Linked DNA regions of Mus musculus: region 1 is linked to region 2. The links are chromatin contacts, called in public Hi-C maps. All regions are on one chromosome and are shown on one strand. The core of a region is the stretch at or near the end of the contact, and the rest is flanking DNA. Distances in the headings are between cores, read along the strand shown.

Region 1 (6,349 bases), core at 2,921-5,420, 360 kb before region 2:
AGGGCTTTTCTCAGGCTAATTCGGGAAAATGGCGGCTTACCTTCTTTTCCTGCAGCTTGGGCAGCCTGGAGGGCAGGTTGCTCCTTATTAACTTACTCTGTTTAACCAGAATCGCCCGTTTAGAGTTTCTCTGCTCGATGTCTTCATAGTCACTCATATTCCAGGCAAGAAAACCACGACTGTATCCTAGTTGCTTGTTCAGGACAAAAGCCTTCGGCTGCCTGTAATAGGAACAAATAGAAGATGAAAGAGAATAGAAAAATAGAAACATCGAAAGCAAATAGAGACGGTCTAGAAACAGCTGCCAGCCTTCAGTGGGTGAGATTGGTTCCTTTCTCACTGTTTGAGGAGATTTCTGGCCACAGACCCAAGGGCATCTGCAAACCTGGCCTGCTTGCCTTCACCGAGGAGGTTCTAGGTGTTTCCCACACCCAGCATCTCCAGATGCGAAGCTGCTGGACATTCCTGCCTCCGTGGACACCTGATAGAAGCCATAAACACTCTCATCTCCCCATTGCCTGTGGAGCCCAGTCAGAGCCGTGTGTGGAAGAGTCTGTGAAGCAGGGGGACACCAAGACCTAGTGAGAGGGTTGGGTGCATATCTGCTGCTTTTAAGGTTCCATGGAAACTAGGCAAAGTGCAGCTCTGTGACCCTAAAGTCTAGCTTTAGATGCTTTAGCAAGAAAATCTCCCAAGCACCGGCTTTGCACTAGGTTTACACTGTCAGCCTTGATTCCTTCTGTGGAACAGGCTTCAGTATCTTACCCCACAACAGTCAGACTTTTATGCCAGAGGCACATCTTGCCTGGCAGGCCTGTAGTGTAGCTCGGAGGTTCCACAGCTGGATAAGGTTACTGATGGCTCCACCCCCCCACCCCAAACACACAACACCCTACTTAGCACCTTCCATACTTGAAACCTAGCCAGCATGGAGGAAGCGCTGGCTCTGTTACAGCCTGATTTCTTTGTGTCCTGCAAGCAAACTTCATCGAATCTTCATCATCGATTTCTGGTGGGCAGCCAAGAGCATTGGTCTTTGGCCTGTGCAGTTCAGAGTACTTCTGGGACTCCCCCAGCCCCCATGAACAATACAGAAGGTGTCCCACATCTTCCCATGGTTTTGGTCTCCATAGTGTCTGCCGAGAAGTCAGTTTTATGTCACCTTCCTTAGCTGTTTTCCATAGTCTATCTTTGTCGTTGTCATTGAGGTTTGACCTGCTGTATACAGCCGTGAGTCTATTTATCTAGGTTCTATTGAGCTTCCTAAATATTCACCCTACTGTTTTGGCAGTGGCAATAATGTTGTCCAGTGATGATTCCAATTTATTAAAAGTACCATATGGGTTGGAGAGTTGGCTCAGCAGTTAAGAGCACTGACTGCTCTTCCAAAGGTCCTGAGTTCAAATCCCAGCAACCACATGGTGGCTCACAGCCATCCATAATGAGATCTGATGCCCTCTTCTGGAGTGTCTGAAGACAGCTACAGTATTCTTACATATAATAGATAAATAAATCCTTAAATAACTAACTAAATAAAGCGTCTTATGTGTCCCTGGAAGTTCCTGCTTGGTGAGTTCAATGGTCAGCCAATGATGGCCAGAGACTTTCTGGAATGTTTTGAATCATTGGAGATACTGGTCTTTTTACATACTGAGGTCTATTCCCATGTCCTGGAAGGCAGGTTACTATGAAAGTTAGCCTTAGCTTATCCTTTGCACAGTACTTCAGGATCAGCCTGAGTGAGAGCCTGGATGATATCAGGCCTTCTAGACATAGACCGCGTCCATCCTGGGCATCCTGCCTTCTAGATTCCTGGAGCTGCAGCAACACTTCTCACACAGCCTCCTGCACACTCTCTCACTCTCTGTTTTGTCCCTTTAAGGTATTAGGCATCTGCTGTTTGCCCCAACTCATTACTGATAACTGTGATATTGGATAACTGCTGCTAATCTATTTTTGACAAGTGCCCATGAGACTGAGCTGTTTACATACAAAATGAGCTAAAATAATTGAAAAGTCTGGGAAAGGAGCTTTTCCTGGGTTTTCAAAGGCAGGTTAACTATGACATGTCTGTGTGTGTGGCTTCCCGGAGGTCTTCAAACCTATGTCCTGCCTCCAGGAATTGGTAGACAGCTGTTTCTCATGGATATTGTCTTTTAAGGCAGTTGGTTTTCAAGCCTGCCCTGGAGTTATGAAGAAAAGGGGGGCAGGCAGCTCAACATCACCCACCCTGAGGATCATAGGCAACGCCATCTTTCTTTTTTTCTTCTTTTTTATTAGGTATTTTCCTCATTTACATTTCCAATGCTATCCCAAGAGTCCCCCATATCCACCCCCCCAATCCCCTACCCACCCACTCCCCCTTTTTGGCCCTGGCGTTTCCCTGTACTGGGGCATATAAAGTTTGCAAGTCCAATGGGCCTCTCTTTCCAGTGATGGCTGACTAGGCCATCTTTTGATACATATGCAGCTAGAGTCAAGAGCTCCGGGGTACTGGTTAGTTCATATTGTTGTTCCACCTATAGGGTTGCAGTTCCCTTTAGCTCCTTAAATGCACTGAGAGTGGCTTATGGTAGCCTCCTCCTCATGCTCTACTTGGCCCTGAGTTCCCACCAGTGCACCCTGGTGGCTCTTAGCATCACCTTCCCGTGTGCCAGACTGATTGCTCTCCACACATTCTAGTCTGATATCCCAGCAGCTCTCTGGTGCTGGGCCACATCCTCCTCAGGGAGTCCTTGAAGTTTGTGTTTTCAAATCTCTTCTCTCTAGCAGTCTAACTTCTCAGGCTATTTCATTCATATTTTTTTAAGTACGTTTATCTCTTTGTGTGCTCATGTGTGCCATGGTGCATGTGTGTAGGCCGAAGAACAGTTTGCCAAAGTCATTTCCCTTCTTCTACGGTGTGGGCCCCAGAGATCAAACCTCAGGCCATCAGGGTTGGCAGCGAATGTCTTACCTGATGCGCCATCTCTTCAGCCTCATTGCCTTCTTTTAAATTTTTAAAATTCTTTCTGCCCTGTTACTGTTAGCACTACCTTCAATTTTACCTAATTCTCATTTGTTAAAAAAAAAAAAAAACTTAGAGTAAACATTTTGTGTATGAGTGTTTTACCTGTACCTATGTGCAATGCCTGCAGATGCCAGAACAGGGCGTCAGATCCTCTAGAACTGCAGTCAGAGATGGTTGTGAGCCATCCTGTGGATATGGGGAACCAAACCCAGGTCCTCTGCAAGAAGCACCCAGTGATCTTAACTGCTGAGTGATCTTCCCAGCGTGTGTGTGTGTGTGTGTGTGTGTCTGTGTCTGTGTCTGTGTCTGTGTCTGTGTCTGTGTGTGTGTGTCTGTGTCTCTGTGTGTGTTAGTGGGATTGAATAAGAGTGTCACCCCCATTATACAAGTTCTCCACAACTAAGCCCCAGCCCCAGTCCCTTTATGTTTCTGTGTCTTTAGTATCTTTAGTGGGTTCTGACATAGAACACATTTATGGTCTATTTTGCTTGCATCAATAAAAATTTTTAAAAAGTGTATTTTTTTTTCTATCTCCAGTTAGAAAGCCGGCGATCCTGCACATAGTGAAGGGCTTGGCAGACAGTGGGAATGATCTTAGATTGACTACTTCTTTTACTATTTAAAAATGTTTTATTACACAACAATGTTTGATATTTCCGCTACAACTGCTGGTTCAGAGATGACCAAATTTTTCCTAGCAGCCTGAACATCAAGAAATGGGCTGAGGAGAGAAAATAGGTTTTAGCACTCAGGAAAAACTGGCTGGCCTTTTCTTACGTAAGTGTCTAAAACTGACAGGGCAAGCTTGGCTTTCCTGTGGATGCTTGTGACAGAGAAAACACTCCAGGTGCTGAGGAGGGGCCGTGAAGACGGGCTGCCCTGGTTCCAGGTGTCTTGCCTTTTGTGTGGAGCTGGGACCTCGTGGACTCCGTGGCTGCTTTGGTTCATGACCAAACAATTCAGTGGCCTCTTGGTCACTGGCTTGAATGTTGTCATAAGCTGATTAAAATAGCTATTTATTCTGGAGCACCAAAGCGGCCAGCACCCACGGTGCCTGAAGCCACCCTTTCTCTTCTGTCTGCTGCCCTGACCCACATCTTGTGAGCTCTGTCTGGGGAACTAAAAATACTTCCATATAAGTGGTTAAGCGGCTGTCTCTTGGATTCTGAGGTTAACTTTTCAAAGTGACTGTGCTGAGTTCCAGTGAGTCAGCCTCCCACCTAATCTATATAGCACAGTGAGTTACTCACTTGAGTTTCACAGAGACAAGCTTCCTTTGGGGCTTTGCGTTTTCCGTACCCACCATGAAGTGATGTCATTGTGTATCCGTGTATTTCTGGCTTTCGCGGAGGACCCTAATGACCTGCTCTCTCTTAAGTTCTTCCCTAAGGATATGGCTCTCTCATTGGCTGCTTCCTCAAGGCACCATCAATATTTGCTCTTTCTAATTCTGGAAGTGAAAAAAGTCCCATTGGCAAAGGGGAAGTTTTGAGCTACACATACAGAAGCACTTGTCAGGTCCTTTGTTGTCTAAGGGACAAGTCCTTCCCTCTCTTCTCTCCTTGGGACACTCCCGGGAGACCTTTATTTACATGGATCTTTTTACATCTTCAGTGCAGCCCACACCTACCATCAGATCGCTCAAGAGAGAGCTTTAAGATGAATTTCTTCATATTTCCCGTTTTCAAGCTAGCCTTCTGCATAGGCTCATGGGGCAGGGGGTTGCTGATGATGAACAGCAACAGATGGGGGAATATTTCAGAGATGCTGGCTACTTGAAAAGACCATCCCTACCCTTACTGTGGGTGCTCTCCATCCCACCTCCAGAGGCCAGCCTGGCCTTGACTGCAGCCAGGCATCACCACTCAGCCCTTCATGAGGGCAGAGGTTTTGGAAGGTGGGACAGCGTGTCATGATGCTCCAGACTGGTGCCACACATATTCTAAGTGAGTTAAGTACAGCTTTGTTTCCTTTGATTGGCTCTCCATCTTGACACACCACCCTAGAATTATTTATGATTATGCTGTACATACACTACTCTCTAAACATTTCATCTTTCCCCCTGGAATAGTGCTTATTTGACCCTGGATCAACAGCCTATATCATAGACACTACTAAAAAACAAAAGTTGGGTTGGTTTTTTTTATTGTTGTTGTTAAACCAGACAGATCAAAAGAACATACATATTAGGCAGCTATTGATAGAAAAACGTTTAAAAGCAAAGGATAACTATTGCCCAATGGAAAGAACAGGGCTTATAAGAAGCTATCCTCTCTTTTTAAGGAAATTTTTTCTTTCTATTTAGGTGTCTGTCTATCTGTGTCTCTTTCCCTGTATAATATATATATATATAAAACGTGTATGTGTGTGTGTTTGCAATGTTGCCTTTGGAAGCCAGAAGAGGGCGCTGGAACTAGAGGTACAGGCAGTTGTGGCTTCCTCACATGGTCCTCTCCAAGAACAGTGAGTGAGCTATCTCTCCAGCCCCAAGGAATTTTTTAAAAAACTGTACACGTTTTGCTTAAATGCATGTGTATGTACCACATGCATGCCATTTACCCAAGAAGCCAGAAGAGGGTGTCAGATGCCCTGGAACTGGAGTTATTGATCATTGTGAGAGACTCCACATGGGTGCTGGGAATTGGACCCAGGTCCCCATGGGTATAGCAAATGCTCAACTGCTGAGCCATATTCCTAGCTCTGCCCATTCCATAGGCCAAGATGCTGTGCTTCTTAGGTACAGTGCCTCATAGAATTCTCCAGAAGGCACATGCCTACCATACTTGCTTGATGTTTGGACTTCAGGATACTGGCAAAACCAAGGGTCTATCTTTGATTTTAACAACCTACTTAAAATAAAGTCAAAAGGTAATATTGAACCCCAAATTATGGCCAAATAAGACAACTGATGACCCCAAAGACCCAGAAGCTATTCTGTTGTACAGTTGTAACTTGTGTAAAGGGTGGCATGCATCTACACTGTGACCCTTGGGTGATGAATTGCTTTTTCAGCGAGCTGTTCTCTCAGGTTTTGGTTTGGTTTGTTCTTGTTTTTCTTACAGTGTCAGCGATGTTTTGTTGTTCCTGTCTTTAAATAATAGATGCCTTAGCCAGATTTTACAGTATAAGCATACATCCAGTGTATGTTCAGGGACTTTCCAGATGTCCACGTCATGTAGCAAAGACATACACGGGGACATGAATAAGCATTTTTTTAAACTGCTGTGCCTAGAAACAAGCGAAATGGACACTAAGGAATTATGTGAATGCTAAACTTTCAAGGATAATCAGTCATGATGAAGCATGGCCAATCTGTGTTTGTGTTATATGCATGTCCAT
Region 2 (6,070 bases), core at 2,900-5,399:
TTAACAAAGCCTTCCCGGGAAGCCCCTCTGCCCTTCATCTTACTGGGAGGCTCTGAAAAGGGCTTTGGCATCTTCGTGGACAGCGTTGACTCGTGTAGCAAAGCCACTGAAGCAGGCTTGAAGCGCGGGGATCAGGTGAGAGGGAAGACTCAGCTCTGGGTACATGGGAATTTCAGAGCCCCTTTGCTTCAGTCAGTGAGGATGTTGACTTTAATAACTTCATTTTTAGATATTAGAAGTGAATGGTCAAAATTTTGAAAATATCCAACTTTCAAAGGCAATGGAAATTCTCAGAAATAACACACACCTGTCCATCACTGTGAAAACCAACTTATTTGGTAAGCATTCTGCAAACTCTAACTCTCAGAGTTTTGCTCTGTTTTTGTTTTCTTATATTTAGATCTTAATCCTGGACAAAGTAATTTCTGTGAATAGTAGAACTTGTAAGGATTCTAGTATTTTCTAGGGCTATGCTAAAATGCATAGAACAGAATTCTTTATGTCCATATGCATTTACATTCAGATAAAAAAGCATCATCTTGAAGAGCATGGTATGAATATATTGAGCAGTCCAGCCTGCCTTCTGTGGATGAGTACAGTCATCTTGAAGGTGGCAGGGTGTCTGTCTTTTCTTAGGCTCATCTGGATAAAGACTAGTTTTGCTATAGGTTTTAGTATTTATAGCTCATCTGTATTTCTTACATATTTGCAAGCTCCACTGGTAGGCTGCCATTGTTTCTGCTTGTGGCTGATAGTTCGCGGCATTCCTGTTTTAGTATTTAAAGAACTTCTGACGAGATTGTCTGAAGAGAAAAGAAACGGTGCCCCTCACCTCCCTAAAATCGGGGACATCAAGAAGGCCAGCCGCTACTCCATACCGGATCTCGCCGTAGACGTAGAACAGGTGATAGGCCTCGAGAAGGTCAACAAGAAAAGCAAAGCCAACACCGTGGGAGGAAGAAACAAGCTGAAGAAAATACTCGACAAGACCCGGATCAGCATCTTACCTCAGAAACCATACAAGTATGTGAAGTTGTTTTCAGCACCTTGTTTTAGTGCATTTCATAGAAGGATGTACAGAAGCGGCTTGGTGTAGTGAACGCTTCCCCAGGAGTCTAGTAAATATCTCTTCAGCAGAGTGTCTTAGGAGCAAGTATAGACAGTTGGGTCTGCTTGGCTCTACTTTCACGCGAGGCAGTTGAACATCTCTACATTTGAGCTTCCTACAGAGGTTTGTTGACATCCCGAATGCCCCATGACTTAGCTGCTTCTGTGGTTCTTAGTGTCCCGCCATAGATGTTTGTCTTCTTTGCTTGCCAGCCATTGCTTCTTCCAGGCGCCCCTGTTTATCACAGCTATTCCCCGATACTTCAGTAACTTAACTGTGAGAAGACATTGGTAACCAGCCTCAGGCCTCTTTCCCTTCTCCTCAGGTCCACTAGCATTAGCATGTCAAGAGCATTCTTGTATTTATTCTTGGATGTGTATGCCTGTCAGAAGCACAGGCGACTCAACTTCAGCTATCCCTGAATTTGCTGGGCTTGCTTGTTTGTTCCTCCTTGTAGTTTTTTGGGTTTAATGCTCTTTATGAAGCTCAGTTGGCAGCAATCAAAATCTTAATGATATAGTCCCCAAACTAAATTGAAAAGATACTAGCTTATTTATTTCTTTGATAATTTAATGGCTCTAAAGTGAAGCAATAAATAGAGGCATTCAAAGGCTGAAGAGAGGGCCCAGTGCTTAAAGTGCTTGCCCCTGAACTGCGAAGACTTGGTTGGGTTGAGATCCAGCAGTAACGTAAGCTAGGTATGGTCTCTCCTACGCCTGTAACCACAGGACTGCGGATGACAGACACAAGCGGGTTGCTCAGGAACCTGGAGGATCTGCTCTATTATAATTGCCTTGATTTAGTTCTGACTGCCGTGTCAGCTTTGCTAGACCTCAGCAAGGGTATGTAGTTCTGAGGGAAAGCCTAGGGCCTTGACCGTGCTAAGTGGTTCACCACTGAGCCAGGTGCCCACTTTTGTTATTGTGTTTAACAAAACCATAACCTAGTCAGTTCGTAGAATCTCCTAGTTATATTACACTTGTTCCTATTTACCCTTTACAAAGCTGAGGTACTAGAGACTCACAGATTGGCAAGGGTGTGCATGAGCTATTGTGTAACAGGGTGCACATATGATGTGCATACAGCAAGAAACAGGTCAGGAGCATAACAGAATTCAAATTGGGATGCTAAGTATGTTGATCAGGAAAGCCCAATGAACCCTAGAGGAAGAAAAGATTAGTCAACAGACTTTAAAACAACAGACTTGTTTCAGTAACAGTGAGCCAGTTGGGGAGGCTAGACAAGAGGACATGCCAAATAGGGACATTTCTTAGTTAGATTTTTCATAAAACATGCAATATTTTAGTCAAGGCATAGCCTTGTGTCTGTGGGTATCGAGGTACAGGTGAGGCATAGAGAAGCAGAGTGAGTTTCAGTTTATTACACGAGGTATGGGAAAATGTTGCGGTGAGAAACACTCTGCTAGGTGTGCCTGGAGAGGGCCAACGCTCACAGCCAGCTCTGCCAGTGGCTGACCTGGTCAGACACGCCTTGATTTTACCCACACAAATTGTGTTAGCTCATATATCACATCTCTCTCTTTTTTTGGAGGGGGGTGGGCGGGGGGGTTCGAGACAGGGTTTCTCTGTGTAGCCCCATCTGTCCTGGAACTCACTCTGTAGACCAGGCTGGCCTTGAACTCAGAAATCCGCCTACCTCTGCCTCCCAAGTGCTGGGATTAAAGGCGTGCGCCACCATGCCCAGCCACATCTCATATTTTTGGCAAAGACATTTATGTGATTGAAAAATAAAACTCTACTAATGTAAAGACTTCTATCATGCACAGAACATTAATATTTCAGGTTTTTATATGCCCAACTGTGCGTGTGCATGCTTAAACAGAACTTTGTTTTTGTGCCAGGCTCTTCTATATGCGAAGGAGAATTTACACTAAAATTGTCTTGAGATACCCAATTTATATCCCAAATTTAGTGAATTTCTGTTTTGTTTCAAAGTATTTGTGGAATTGGAACTGTAGACATTTGTATATAATCTAGTTACTTTTTTATTTTATACTTGTTTTATTGTATGCTTTCTTTTGGAAACACTTGACCTTTCAATCAAGCAATAATTTTATATGTTGTCAAGTTGTGTTTTAAGTGTTATCCCCAAGTAAGGTGTGGTGGTCCACGCTTATAATCCTAGTTCAAGAGGCTCTAGAGCCATGGCCCTCCCCAGCCATGTTGCAAGATGCTGCACAAACACACAAGTGGCCACTAAGCAGATTTTCTATAAGCAGAAAGGAGTCTGTAGCCATCAGCAATGCACATGTTTTTATGGAGAATTTAAACATGTGACTATAAACCTTGCAGAGAATTAGAAGCCAATCACTGCATTTGCACTGCCCATCCTTCCAAGCCCGCAGTGTGGTCATGCACGCTGCATGCTCACATTCTGTCACTGAGAGATGGGGTCTGTGTCAGGGTGCCCTCACACTTGAACTCCACAGTGGTTTGTTCTGCTACTTACAAGAGTGTAAGTAGGGCAGTTTCGGTTTCCGTCCCCCTTTGTTTTTCCTCAGTTCCTCATCGTGAGGATCAGACCATGAAGCAGCTGTCTGGGTTGTTGCCGAGCTCCTGGCATAGTGAACTCAAGTGGATTTTTTCCCGTGTACTTTGTCTTAGGTTCATTTCCATTCCCTCAGTCAGATATAGCAGCACATTTCCTCTTCTGTATTTTTGTACTAAAAACATAAATAATGGTTATGGTTATAACTTATTAAAAAGACAGCTTGTAGAGAAACCTACTAACTGTTTAAAAGATAGTGAGCTGGACTGAATATGTTTCGCATCATGAGCCTTAACAGTTTTCAATATTTTTACATTAATTGCAAGTTTAAGTGAAAATGGCTTATTTCATGATCTGTAGTGACTTAGAGCCTTTACCTTGCTAATAATTAATTTTTTAAAATCTGTTCTTTTCAGTGATATTGGGATTGGTCAGTCTCAAGATGATAGCATCGTAGGACTGAGGCAGACCAAGCACATCCCAGCTGCCCTGCCTGTCAGTGGAACGCTGTCCTCCAGTAACCCTGACTTGCTGCAGTCACACCACCGGATTCTGGACTTCAGCACTACTCCTGGTGAGCGCCGCAGCCTTTCTGCCAGTTCAGAGACCTTTCTCTTTCAGATGCAGTAGTGACATTGTATGCATGTTTGGCAGTGGGGCATGGATGGTTTATTGTTCACCAAGATTCAGAACAAGCCTCAAACTCAACACTGGGACTAGTTCTTGTAGTATTCTGAAAACCATTCTGATGTGGTTAAACCTTTGATAAAATGAAGAATAACGTACTCTATACTTATTACTAAGTTATACCTAGTAAATAAATCAGGAGGCATATTTTCGGTAAGCTAAATGGGCTCTTCTTTATAATGAAGATTATCTGTAGATGGAAATTTTTTGATACTCTCACAAATGCATGTATGTGCTCATTTTGATATGTGTTTTTTATATTTTGTATGTGCTCGTGTGTAAAACTCATGCACTTGTCTTTTGACAATGTAGTTATCAGTGAGGGAAATGTGGCTTTGCATGTAGCATGTCACAACTCTGTCAGGGAGGGAGATGGTGTGTTACTCTAATCACATTGCCATCTAGTAACATTTATTCTGCTTCTGTGTGGCTTCTCCTTCCCCTAGACTTGCCAGATCAGGTACTGAGAGTTTTCAAGGCTGACCAACAAAGCAGGTACATCATGATCAGCAAGGACACCACCGCAAAGGAAGTGGTCATCCAGGCCATCAGAGAGTTTGCTGTCACTGCCACCCCAGAGCAGTATTCCCTCTGTGAGGTCTCAGTCACACCAGAGGGAGTTATCAAACAACGCCGACTCCCAGATCAGCTTTCCAAGCTTGCCGACAGGATACAACTGAGTGGAAGGTACAGTCTGTCTCACCAGAGTTCTTCCTTCTCTGAGCCCGCATCCTTGAAGAGACTAGCCCGGTGCTGTTGCGATTGCTTTGTTTTTACAATTGGTGAAACTTGAACCCAAGACCTTGCCAACTGAGCACTCTTAGGGAAATCAGTCCCATGAATAAATTGGGTTCTTTGTTTGCTGGCTTTTTGTTTTTTCCCCCTTCTAATTTTCTTTAGAATGTCATTGTTCTTGACTTTTACCTGGTATGAGTTTAAACCATGACTTTCTAACCTTGTGCTTTCAACTTGTGATTAAAACTCCCTTGCATGTCATGTCTCTTCCCAGCCCCAGCACTAATAATACTTCTTAGGGGGTCAGAGGTGAGGAGTCCCCTGCATATACACTGATAGGTCTGTAATCCTGCAGATGGCTACTGGGTTTCAGCTTTGCTTCCCATTCACCACTCAGGAGAGCCTGGGTATCAGAGGAATCACAGTGGAGCACATTAGTCTGTACCCATCAAGGCACAGGCTGTCTCTTACCTGTCCTAAATGTCTTGTGAAGTGTGTAAAAGACCAGTTAGTAGGACCCTCACTCTGCTTGCTCTGTGTTCCTAGAGTTTCATGTGGAGAAGGCATCTGCCTGCCAATAAGTGGGGAGAGAGAAGCTACAGAGCAAATATGGGGGTCCTATTTTCAGTGAGTTCCTTAAAAAGGTCACAGTACCATCCATATTGACCAGCCATTTGGCTGCAAATGCCTGCTTGCTATTCTGACAAATTGGGGTAACACCTCCCACTTCCCTAGAAAATCTAGATACTTGAAAGTTAAAACCTGGGAGTAGGAGAGATGACTTAGCAGTTAGGAGCACTTGTTGGTCTTGGAGGGGACCTGGGTTCTGTTTCTAGCACCCATGCGATGGATGGCAGTCATCCAGTTCTGGGGTAGATCCTATACCTTCTTCTGACTCCTGAGAGCACTAGGGATACATGTGGTACACATACATGCATGCAGGCAAGACACTCACATGTAAAACAGATCTATAAAAATCTGTTTTAAGATCAAATAGAGGAAAACAAACTGCTTTGGGTGTCTCCTCTCCCA

What was found. Hi-C and Micro-C count contacts between places; a contact is called where the count stands out from the background.
Region 1: a contact with region 2 is called in a Hi-C map of liver, with 2.7 times the contacts expected there. The contact joins two enhancer-like sites. A contact is called at or near these places in 5 of 484 Hi-C or Micro-C datasets (the HL-1 cell line, brown adipocytes, embryonic stem cells and 2 more) and 1 of 9 other capture datasets (embryonic stem cells).

What each region holds. Positions count from the first base shown.
Region 1 is chr3:79,443,117-79,449,465 of GRCm38.p6, reverse strand. It overlaps a transcript of Gm17359 not described here. Among named protein-coding and RNA genes, the nearest start is that of Gm36442, 66 kb to the left of the region's middle. Within about 2 kb of position 4,170, at least 23 of the 459 cell types and tissues checked have an H3K27ac peak or open chromatin away from gene starts, as enhancers often do. A contact at or near this core is called in liver, where this site is marked.
Region 2 is chr3:79,086,765-79,092,834 of GRCm38.p6, reverse strand. It overlaps Rapgef2 (Rap guanine nucleotide exchange factor (GEF) 2), which reads left to right. Exons shown (of 24, transcript NM_001310536.2): 9 at 1-135; 10 at 230-338; 11 at 777-1,023; 12 at 4,033-4,190; 13 at 4,750-4,990. Among named protein-coding and RNA genes, the nearest start is that of Gm52609, 33 kb to the right of the region's middle. Within about 2 kb of position 4,149, at least 42 of the 459 cell types and tissues checked have an H3K27ac peak or open chromatin away from gene starts, as enhancers often do. A contact at or near this core is called in liver, where this site is marked.